Linked DNA regions of Sus scrofa: region 1 is linked to region 2. Evidence: chromatin contacts called from public HiChIP or PLAC-seq data. All regions are on one chromosome and are shown on one strand. The core of a region is the stretch at or near the end of the contact, and the rest is flanking DNA. Distances in the headings are between cores, read along the strand shown. Region 1 holds the start of NABP1 (nucleic acid binding protein 1). Region 2 holds the start of NAB1 (NGFI-A-binding protein 1).

Region 1 (5,661 bases), core at 3,127-5,626, 1.1 Mb after region 2:
ATAGGACACTGAGAAACATCAGCAAATAGCAAGTAATTATTTTTGAAGCATCTACGTACATAGTATGAAAAGGATATCTGATCCTATAGAAGCCTTCTTATACTCACTTTGTACATGCGATTTCTAGCATTTTCTACAATATCCTTTTAAGTATGAGCTATACGATATATATTCCAGTTAGATAAATCTTCCACCCATAAAGAAATAATTTTATTATTTCTTATAGTTTTGAGTTACATCAGTTGCCAGTAATATTTTGGTTTTTTTTTAGCTTAATAAACCATAAATTAAGGCAGCTATTTACATGTGTAGTACACTTGAAAGAACCTTTTTCGAACACAGAAGCCAAAGTCATTCATTCTGTCATTAAAAAGATAACATAGTTGAGTTGAATTAACCCATTTAAGGCTGAATTTCTTCCCAAGGGAAACTACAAAGTTATTCCTCACAAGACAACTTAACTTTCCCCACACAATTACACACTGCAGATTAGATAAAATGTTTCTGCATTTATCATTTTGAACTACGAACCTTCAAAAAAAATCCAATTACCCACTTAGATAACCAAAGAAATGCGCTTTTTAGGAAAAATAACCTGTTTGGTAGAAAAGGTCATTGTATATAACAGAGAACTGGTTTTAAATCCCAGCTTCATAACTTAGTATAAAATGATAAAATTCACTTCACATGAATTAAATATTAAGTAACATATAAATAAGTATAAAATACCTGGCACATAGCAAATGCTCAGTGTGTGTTAGCATTTATCATTATAAGAATGATTTGTGTGGTTGTAAATATTACTAAACACTATTTATGAGGCTTCTGGTTAAATCTTTTTAAGAAGATTAAGAAAAGATTTTTTTTTTTATGACCTGGCCAATTATGCTACAAAGTGGATTATCTCTGTAATGTGAGAACACTGTAGTTCTGATTAATTTTTTTTATTGTCAGTTTAACCTCATAAGATGTCTGATATCAAACAGTACTTGGCCAGGTATTTTATTGATGTTATAATAGTTTTAAATAGATGGATTTCACAAAGAAAGTGAAAATGACCTTCGGGGTCCTAGAAACCAGAACCCAGTAATGAGCAAAGGCAAGGTAGTGGGCAAACTTATGCATGAGAGTCTCATGGATGCTCTTCTGTATTGTATTGAACCTCACCAAGAATTATCTTCTTTACACAGAGCAGTGTTGTTGAGGGTCTGGGTACAAACCTCTCATCATTTCAGAATAAGTTTATGTTTGTGCTACAAAAATGAAGAAAACCCATAGAACAAGGAAGGAAGACCATGAAGTAATCTTGGGAATATAGTAAAGAATCAACAAGGTAAACTATATGATCTAACTGGCTGGGCAGAGTGATGGATCTTTGTTTGACTGAATGATAATATTAGGAAAGATTATCTTGGTGGCAATATTTGCTTTCCTAGACATCTCCTTTCTTTCTTTCTTTTTTTTTTTTTAATCACCACCCTTGAGGAGTGCTCTGGGGTAGTTGGAACCAACTGATGTGGATTGAAGAGTTCCTGCACTGCCCACACCATCTTGTTTCTCAAGACTGCCTTTAGTTTTGGCAAATTAGAAAGCACTTGTTGCCATTTCCTTTCTGAGAACTGCTGAGTTAGTAGGGAAGGAAGTGAGAGGTGTTTGGCTGAATTCTGTTCTGTGGGGGAAGGGCAGGGCTGGGCTGTTCCTCTGAACACCAGCTTCTGCTTTCGTGGGACTGCTTTCCCAACTATCTGGTTCCTCTTTATGTCAATAAAATTGGTTTGAGCAGTCCTACCTAACACCTTTTCTGGGAACAAATGACCTAGGGTTCAGGGAGTGACTAACTTTCTTTGCCCAAACTCTTGGCCACAATTCTGCTGAATGTTGTTAATTAATTGGTAATATTTTAAAGATTTTCTAAAATCTCAAAAAAAAAAAAAAGAGAGAGTCTGATTTAAGTACTGCTTCTGTGAGAATGTTTTTTTGTCTGTGTTGAAGAATATAGCTTGAGGGAAATCCAGTTGAAGCCTCAAGTCACATCAGATAATCATGATAGAATGAGAGCTTCTGATGCATATTGGGAGCCTTTGGGAGCCCTGAGACTGCATTGGTTCTGCCATTAACTGACATGTTTCATCCTTTATTTTATTTTATGCTGAAATCATACTTGTAATATTATTTTACACCATTTTCTAGCATTACATCAATATCTCTGGCACTCTGGACCTTATTTGTCCATGAATTGCAAGGTTCTGCTTCTTCAAGAATGTCTTGCTTCTCCTGCTAATGTTGTAATTATCTTTGAAACTCATTTCTTGTGCTGTAATGTATCTAAGCTGCTGCTTTGCAGATGTTTGGGAATTGGTCTGGTTGAACTAAAAATATTCAGAAAGCTTCAAGGAAAAATTAAGTTTTCTGCCACACAAATTCTCTGATACACTTCTCAACATATCTGTTACCATCTCAGAGAGTTAATTAGGTGATTCTCTAAAGCCTTACGGATATATCTTGCTGCTAATACTTTATTTCTTTAGTCTGTTTTTGACTCATAATTCCACCACTGCAATTTTAGTCTAAGAGTTACCTTTAGGCTGGAGGGCTCTGGGGTCAAGATTGCCTAGATTCAAAACCCAGCTTGTCCTTCTCTGGCTATGTGGTCTCTGGTGAATTTTATTTACCGTCTGTAAAATGGAGATAAAAGTTAGCAGTCACAACAGGATTGATGAAATGAATAAGTAATCACATCTTAAGCTATTATTGTTTCCTTTTCTTTAATCATAGAAACTAGGCGAGGGGAAATATTTATTGAGTACCTACTATTTGCTAGGGACTAGCTGGACAATTTATGAGCCCATGTAATCCTCTGTAAGTAAGGTAGGAATCCTTTTATTTTTGTATGATTAAATTATGACTAGAAAATGTAATCAACTGTCCTAAAGGTCACATAGCTAGTAAATAGTTCAAGCCCAGGTTTGTTTCTAAACTACATGCGTTTCTCACTACACCACATAAATAAAACTTTCCCCCACCTCAGCTTATGTTTCAGGGTTTCCCACTGTTGTTATATGATTGTTTCGGATGTACAAAAACAAATACAAAACTTGATAGCTCATGAAAAAAACAGGGAGGAAATGTAAATGCACATTTCTAAGTGAAAAAAGCCATTATGAAAGGCTACATACTGTATGATTTCAACTATGTGACATACTGGAAAATGAAGCCTAAAAATATTAGTGGTTGCCAAGGATGAGGGGTAAGGGAAGGATGAATAGGTGGCGCACAAGATTTTTAGGGCAATGAAACTACTCTGTATAATACTATTAATTTTGCATACGTATCATTATACATTTGTCCAAAACCATAAAATGTACAATACCAAGAACAAACCCTAAGGTAAACTAAGGATTTTGCATAATAATATGTTAATGTTGTTCATCAACTGTAACAAACATACCACTCTGGGGGAGACATTGATAATGGGAAGAGGTCACGCATGTGTGGGGATAGAGAGCATATGGGAAATTTCTGTACCTTCCTCTCTTAGTTTTGCTGTAGACATAAAACTGCTCTAAAAACAGACTATTAATAAAATGAACGTAGAGAAGAAAAGCAAAATGGGGAGTGTAATCTGAGAGGAGCAAGAAAAAATAGTTAAGTTTGCAAAGGAATTTAACTTCTTGTTTATCTGCCTAGTATTACAGAGTGAAAAGCACCAAGGCTAGGTCACTTGTGTTTGTGTCCTGCTTGCTCATAAAGTTGCTGAGTGACCTTCAGCAAGCCACCTCACAGTTCCTGCTCTCAATAAGCTTAAAATGAGGCAGTAGAGTGGAACTCTTTTGCCCTCTGGTCTTAAAATTCCAGCCTCGCTGCTAAGGACCCATCCCTACCTTTTATTTTCTTTCAACCAGACCAGCCACACTTGCTTGAACCTTGTTCTTCCTCTCCTGCATACTTTTTGACGTACCCACTGCGTTCTAAAACACAGCAACCGTTCTCCTTGACCGCGAAACTAAAAAGCAGGGGCGAAGGACTGAAATCTGAGGGACAATATGCAAGAAAACCAGAAACTGGACAGTGAGTAGTAGAAGCCTGAAAAAGGAAGACTAGGCAGGGCAAAATAGACGCCGCGCGGCGACGGCGGAAGCAGGAGGAGAATGGGTCGGAGTTCAGAGCCGATTGGACGGCTGAGAGGGCGGGGTCCGCACTGACAGCCCAGGGGAGGAGCTAAGGAGGCTGAGCGGGCGTCGTCTGCTTGTTTCCGCCCCTTGGCTGCCCCTTTCCAGAGCCTAGAGGGCGGAGCGTCGGGCGTGCCCGACGCCGTGTGTCGTAACAAGGGGGCGGGGCGACGCGGGGGTCCAGCCGGTGCGCGGGCGCATTCTGCAGTCGCTGTTTGGGACGCTGGGTGCGCGGAAGCTTGGTCTCTGCTCTGGCTTCGCAGTCAAAGCCTGTTCCCTCCCTGGAGCTCGGGACAGGCTGGGCACGCGCCCCTGTGTGTGTGTGTGTATGTGTGTGTGTGTGTGTGAGAGGACTCAGGGCAGAGGCATCTTCTCGCTGCCTTTTTTTCTTCCTTTTATCCAAAGAAGGGGCAGTTCTCACGCTTGCCTTCCTGTCGCCTGGTTGGGAGCGGGGTCGGGGTGCGGAGTGGTTCGTGTTTTTTTCTTTTAAACTTGTCAGCGCTTTTTTCCCCCAGTTTTTTTCGGCTCAGTGTCTTCTGAGCTGGTTTCCTCCGTCCCTGACTAACCTCTTTCTGCCCCTTCTCTTGCCATCCTCGCCCAAGGTCGCCCCTCCGCCCTCGCACCTGGCCCAGGGGGGTGGTGGGAAGCTTTGTCCGGCTCCCTGCCCACTCGAGTCTCCGCATCGTAGCCGCACCTGCCTCATTATGAACGGGGTCAACGACCCCCCTCTTTTTATAAAAGATATTAAGCCCGGACTGAAAAACTTAAATGTCGTCTTTATTGTCTTGGAGATAGGTAAGTGGGGTCCACAGCCCACACCGCCGCCCGCAGTGCGTCCCGGGGCCAGAGGGAAGGGCGCTGCCGCCGCTAGCCGGGGGCTCCCCTCCCCCTTCCCTACCTTCTCTCTCCCCTCCCCCATCCACGTGGCTCCGTTGGCCCCTGCTGGGGCTGTAGCCTACCTGCGGGCGAGAACCCGGGGCTCGATCTCTTCCCACCTTTCAGACGCCTTTTGATCCCGGAGGAGGAGTTAGCTTTTTGGAAGTACTCATTTTCTAATACACCCCTCCCCCTTTTGATTTTTTAAATCCCCACAGGACGCGTGACCAAAACCAAAGACGGCCATGAAGTGAGATCATGCAAAGTAGCAGATAAAACGGGCAGCATCACTATTTCCGTGTGGGATGAAATCGGAGGTCTCATTCAGCCGGGGGATATTATTCGGTTGACCAGAGGGTAGGTGTTCATAAAGGGGTTGGGGAAGGGGTTGAGAGTGTCTCCTAAGTAGAAGTCTGGGAAATCGAAATTGACTGACGCCCAGGACCGTGGCAAGTTCTAAAGTTTCGTGTTGTTTTTCCTCGGGGCCACTCCGAGAAGTTTTGAGCCCCCTTCGATGTTAACCTCAGTTGGTGGACAGCATTGGTTTGTAACACCTAAGCCTTTAAAAGCAATTTCAACTGAGAATCTAAACAACCCCACCCTCAGTTTACAGATT
Region 2 (6,365 bases), core at 1,746-4,245:
TAAATGTAGGGTCACCAGCACATAGAGTGGAAAATTCTTCAGGTATGGAATTGTTCTGAGGCAACAATAGGAGAACCAGAGGATAAAATTATACCGTATCTTAGATATTGTAGATCATAAACCATAATGTTATTCCTTCTTTCCTCTAAGAACATTTAAAATCTGTTATTTGTTCTTTTGTTTTGAATCACTGAAGCATTTTAAAGAAATCTTTCTAAAAGTAATAAATTAATGCTCTTCCAGGGAAATTTTCACTCTAATGTCAGAATACTACCAACTTTCTAAATTATATTTTTTTTACTAAAAATTTTATTTTTATTTTCGTAGTGTGGAAAATTTTTTTTTGTCCAAAATTGCCTTTTTGCAAATATGCTAATCATCAAAGTATTTGTAATAATTTTTTAAAGATCCTCTTAAACATACATTTACTGATTTCAAGAAAGTGTAAGACATACTTATGGGATGGAAAGTATTATAGAATAATCAGAAACCATAATTGTTATCTTACAGGATGGAATGTTTTTCCTTAACAAACCACCAGGGTCTAGGAATGGGAGAAACTGTGTGTGTGTATTATATGGGAGGGAGTGTTTAAGGGTGGCATTGGTGATGACAGTAACTGGTAAGGAAGTAAATAAGAATCAATGCTTCTTTATTCAAGTTGTCTCATATATAGGTCAATGTCTCAATTCTCTTTTTGAGCAGCCATATTATCTATAGTGTTGTCATACAGACATATAGAACTGGATGTTAAAAAGCTTAAAATTTTATCTTTCATTCATTTTCCTTCCTCCCACCCTTTCCTCTGGCAACAAGGGTGTTTAAAGCAATGCAAAGTGGGCCAGAAATGCCATTCTTAATGCAGGAAGAATATACTATCTAAATGTGCTCAGAAAACAAATAAGGAGAAATTTCAATATTTAACTGTGGAAATAACCAGTTACAAGTCAGAAGAAAAAGTATCTGCCCTAACACATTTTCTTTTCAGCATCATGTTCAGTGCTGGCCAGAGGTACACAAGTTTGGGAAGAGAATTTAATGTCATTTCTTCCAACTCTGGAAACAATTCTACTTGGGAGACTCAACAGTCCAGATAAGACTACTCATTTCATGACTTGTGAATCACTGACTGTACATCTTCATGGAAGAAAAGTAGTTTTCTCTAGCTGTTCAGAACCAAAAATGTTTGTAAAACATCAGGATTCCAGAGAGGAACTGGAAAAAAGAATTTTGCAGATTTCTTTTGTTCACTTGAACATTTGCTAACCTTTATCTTCCCAAGAAGGTGTTTTTATTTTATAACAACCTAAGTTAACTTTCTTTTTAGTAGAACAGGGTCCACAATTGCAAAATTGAGACAATTAGGCTAAGACACACTTCTAGGAGAGATTCTTCAGCTGAAGAAAAATTCATATGAGCACGCTTATTCACATGCAATATCAATACAACTATCCCAGACAGACCTTTTCACTAATATGGAAGAAACGGGTTTAATTATACGCACTCCACTGTGGCATTACTCATTCCTATAACGTGTTTTTCAAAAAATAAAAGAAAGGTTCAGTATTTTTACAAGGTCTTTTTCTTTCAATGCTATCATCCAGTCCATTGCTGCAACATAAAGATGTGGTATGAAGAATTTCCCATTTCAAAGAATGCCTTGTATCCCCCATCAGGAAAGTAGGCACACTCTGGGAGGCCAGCCAGGATGTGGGAATGGCCTTTTATAAAACTGGATTTTTATATAGATATTAAAACGGAATTTTACCTGTATTTGCAGTAATTTTATATTTACTAAATATTCTCTAGCCTTCAAGAATACAATGCTAAAATTCGAGGAATTCTTTCCTTTACTCGTTTTTGCAAAGGAAAAATAGTCTCTAAAACAAATTTCCACATTTTTTGGCAACAGTTTAAGTACATTTTTGGAAATGTGTAATACTTACTTTGGTTTTAAAAAGTTCATGCAAACCAAACCCCAAAATTCTATAGCTGCCTGGGGAAATCTATTTTAACACACCCCAGGACTGTTTCAGAGCCGTCGGATTTTTACACCATGGAAATAGAAAATATTAACCAGTAAAATAACTGGCAGGTTTTCAGGAGGGTTGAGAAGGCTGGCATTAAGTCACCCAGCAAGCAAGACAGTTGTCAAAGCTGCACTTCGGGTTTGTCGGTTCCCATTTCTCCCCTCCTCCTTTTGCCAGGCCGGTGGTGGGGGTGGGGAGGGGGCAAGAAGGGCGGGCAGAGATTCTCTAGAACTGCCAGTTTTTTTTCCCAGCGTCGCGCACCTGCCGTTCCCCCCTCTGTGCGGTCGCGGCCAACTTCCGGCAGGACGCCAGGGCCGGCTGGGCAAGGGGCGCACCTGGCCCATCAACCTTTAGCCGGAGTGGGCTGGGGCGAGCCCGGCGCCCAGATTAGTGGGCTGAGCGTGCTATGTTTTTTTTTAAAGTCAGCCTCCCCGGAGATATGGATTTGGCTGGGCGTGCTCTTTGAAATACTATATTGGGAACCTCACACTTTAAAAAAAAAAAAAATTCTTTTTTAATTGCAAACCTTCCCATTTCGCTCGGCAGCTGGAGAGCAGGCCCGAGGCGGCGTCTCCTCCCTCCCGCCCGCCACCCCCGTTTTCCTCCTTCCCGCCCCCTCCCCCAGCCCGAAGCAGGACTCGCGGGAGCCGCCCCCTCCCGGGCGCCCACTTGGTTCCTCCCAGCTGCCGTGCGAATGGGCCGCCCTCCGGATTCCGCGGAGGGGGCGGCGGGAAGAGGCCGAGCCCGGCCCGGCGGCCGCCGCCCCCGCCCCCGCCCTGCGGCGGCCCACGCCGGGATCTGCGTCACTCGGCCGCGCGTGGGCGGGAGTCGGAGCGGCGAATGTAGCAAGAGCGGAATCTCCCAATGTGACAGCGCGCGGGGGGTGGAGGTGGCGGAGGCGGGCGGGGGAGGGGGTGGGTGCAGCGCGGGGAGGGGAAGGGGGAGGACGTGGTGGGGGAGGCGCCGCCGCCGCCGCCGCCGCCCGCGCGCCCGAGCCGGGAGGAGCCGCCGCCACCACCGCGGCCGAGCGAGTGCCGTCGGGGCTGGCGGGCGGGAAGGAGCGGCGGGCCCGAGCTGGCGGTGGGGGGGAGCAGGGAGAGCGCGCCCACCACCTTCCCTTCCCCCCTCGATGGGAGCGGGGGCGTCCCGGCCGCCGCTGCCGACTGAGGAGAGAGAACCGGGGGCCGTCACTTCGGAGTTAGGGCTGAGGCGTCCTTGGGGGAGAGCGCGCCAAGACCGCTGCAGCCGCTGGCCGAGTACGTACCAACTCGCTGTCCGCCTACTGCGTGAAGCGTTCGCGCTCGTGCGGCCGCGGGCGAACTTGGGGCGATGGAGTCTTCGGGCCGCGCCAGCACTTGGGGGGCGGGCATCCAGGGCGGCGGGCCCTGAGCGGCTGCCGCCGGAAGGAGTCGGCAGCATCGGGCTCCTGTGGGTGATTCCCGGAGAAATTCGGTGCGCAGGGGCAGCGGGAAGAAGGCTAGCAAGGCAGTGGCCCGACTAGTACGTTCTCCTGCTTGAAAGCCGGGGGCGCATCGTCCATTCTCCTGACTCGGCTGGGCCGTCGCGCGTGGCGCGGAGCAGTGGTGGGGTTGCGTAGTGTGTTGTGCGTGGTGGTGCGCGCGCCCACCCCAGAGTTTTGCAGCCAGGGGCAGAATCTTTTTGTTGGTTTGTTTACTTTATAAAAGTGTTGCTCTACAGTCTTATTTTTCGTTCTGGGGATCTTCTCCTTCGGAATGTAGTTTTTTTTTTTTTTTTTAAAGCGGAAGGAGAGTTTTGCTTGGAAGTGGCTTACAGAAACTTGGCACCGAGGTGCAATGGAAGCGAGAGACTCATTGTGCTCGCTAAGGCCGAGTGTGGAATTTGCAAACACATGTGGGACATACAAGCCTTGGATGCAGAGGTGTGTGACTTTATTCCTGGAGAAAGTGCAGTCAAATGCTTATGGGCTGCAGCCTCAGGGTTCACAAGGCTTAAGATAGGAAACGAGACTTCTAGTGAGCCTAAATGTTAAGATCTTGAGGGAAAAGATAATTGAATTGGAATATGAATAGGTTCCGCAGATCAAGTTTTGCAGCATGTGACCAGTAGGAATCTTTGACTTGCATATACTTATTCCTCATTCCGGGAGGATCCGGAAGGCATGGCAAAATTGGGGGTAGCTGTCAATTTAAAATTTCATCTTGATTCGGAATAACCTGTCACTACCAGTTGGTTTGTCAGTAACATGTCTGCAAGCTTAAAGGAGTGCAAAGATCAGAAGCTGAGAGGGAAATTCTCAGACGGAGTTTAAAAATATTTTGGCAGTTTTAATAGATAATATTAGATTGCATAGGAACAGAGGAACTGAATTTTAAAAAGATTAGTCACGTAGGAAATGCTAGGCTGTTTTGTTAGACAAGTGTGTGCACACACTGAAATGCCTTCTTAGATTTTCACTTCTGTGAAAAATTACCCCTGTAAAACATACCAAATTTTGACATGTCATAATATCTGTGGGTTTTAAGAAGAAATATTGGAAGAGAGAATGCATAGGATTTACTTTCTCTGTTTTGGGTGGAGACCGGTATTTTCTCAAAGACCTAAAAAGTTGTTTGTAGTCTAATCTGTGTGCCACTAAAAGTGGTTCTTAGATTCAGGGGTATCTTTTCCCCTTCCATTTCGGGTATTTGAAACATTTAATGTTGCCTTTCATTAAGTTTTTTAAATTATGCTGTCCTTATAGGTATTATCTTGCATGTAAGTGTTCTCTTGAGAGTTTATACATATCTGACAAGGTCAGCCTTCTTTATTCCTATTTGAGTATTGTTGGAAAATCAAGTTTTGAGAGAAAATGTCAAGGAACCATTGGAAGTTTTCTTGTTTTAATTTTATTATTTTTAGCATCTTGCACAAAAGTTAATATGCCAAACCTGATATAAGAAAAATTTCGTTTTCTGTGGCTCTGGTGATTTCCTGTTATATGAGAATAAATCAGTAATAATAAAAACATTGAGGCATTGTAGATTTTTATTTTATTTCATTCTGCCTGCTAATTGTGAATGTAATGAAGATGACAGAAATCCTTAGGAATAGGTGATACAAGGAAATTTAGTGAGCTTATATATCTAATAAATGATTTAATGTCTAGTGACTACATCTTATTCAAGAATTATTAAAATTGAATAGTCTCAGCTAAACTAATTATTTTTTTGTTGTTGACTAGTAAATAACATCCATTGCCCTGTAGAAAAGTTAATAGATTTTCATTCTTCTTATTGTTATTTAGAGAATCAGTTAAAGCATTAGATATTTTCTTTTGATCACACTTTAAGAACATACTGATTTATTATTAAGGATTTTAGCTGTTTGTGCCATGGATGCCTTGAAAGAAGTAATTATAATGTATGACAAAGTGGGGGAGACCTTTGAAAAATTTAGAGTAAAAGATGGTTTCATGGAACAGAGTATGTCAGGTTTTTGTGTCTGTTGACCTAGACTCTGTCCTAAGACTTGGGTTTCATCTAATCCATTTAATAAGTCTAGTTGTTTTTGTTGGTGCTATTTATGTGCATTATTGGAAATAAAAAATATGTACAATTTACATTTAAATGTAAAGCTGTATTTTGGATACCGCAGGAGCATGCTATATTTTGTGTTACTTTCATGGAAATAACCATTGTATAATATGTTTTAAACAGGTTAAGATCCTGCTTATGTATAATTATCTTATTATGCATATTTCATGTGGTGTTTATTAAAAATAAGTAATAAATAATGCCAACTTAAGCAGAATATAAGGTTTCTAGACTCTGCTTTGGATTTAGTTTTATTTTAACCGCTTTTTTCATTCTTTTTAGTAGAATGAAGAATAGTGCAGTTGTTATATTAAATGCAGATTTCCTTTTTGATCTGACATGTTCAATAACTAGTACAATAGTAAAATATACTCCCTTAAACTTAACAATGGAACAAGTGGGAAATTAGAGAAGTTGATGTTGGGAAAAATAGTAATCCTCATCAGAATTCTCACAGCTAAAACATACCATTAAGATTTCAAATAGTTTGTCATTTCTCAATACATTGTATTTAGGGGGTTGCACCTTAATTTGCACAATATGTTAATTTAATGATTTTTAAAGAAAAATTTCTGGAAAAAATATAAAATTTATATGTACTTCATGCATACTACATGTTCAGATGGCACTTAATGTTTGTTGAAAAACTTGATTGTTAGGCAATTGATGAATTTCCAGCCATATTATATGAAATACTACTGTTTTTATGTTGGTATCACAATTAAGTTAATGCACAGTGATCGTGTAATTGCAAAATAAGGAGTTTCCTTGTGGCTTAGTG

What was found. HiChIP or PLAC-seq counts read pairs in DNA pulled down with a chosen protein or histone mark.
Region 1: an H3K27ac HiChIP or PLAC-seq map of alveolar macrophages shows a contact between it and region 2. The contact joins the promoter of NABP1 here to the promoter of NAB1 in region 2. A contact is called at or near these places in 1 of 5 promoter capture datasets (fetal liver), 1 of 47 Hi-C or Micro-C datasets (liver) and 1 of 2 datasets of contacts at active chromatin or transcription factors (alveolar macrophages).

Annotation. Positions count from the first base shown.
Region 1 is chr15:96,309,508-96,315,168 of Sscrofa11.1, forward strand. It overlaps NABP1 (nucleic acid binding protein 1), which reads left to right and starts at 4,377. Exons shown (of 6, transcript NM_001244491.1): 1 at 4,377-4,964; 2 at 5,264-5,402. The coding sequence starts at 4,874. LOC100516649 (a long non-coding RNA gene) reads right to left here and starts at 4,242. Exons shown (of 4, transcript XR_002339369.1): 1 at 3,882-4,242; 2 at 2,579-2,675.
Region 2 is chr15:95,245,754-95,252,118 of Sscrofa11.1, forward strand. It overlaps NAB1 (NGFI-A-binding protein 1), which reads left to right and starts at 2,996. Exons shown (of 8, transcript XM_021076058.1): 1 at 2,996-3,286. The region is part of intron 3 of NEMP2 (nuclear envelope integral membrane protein 2); the gene reads right to left.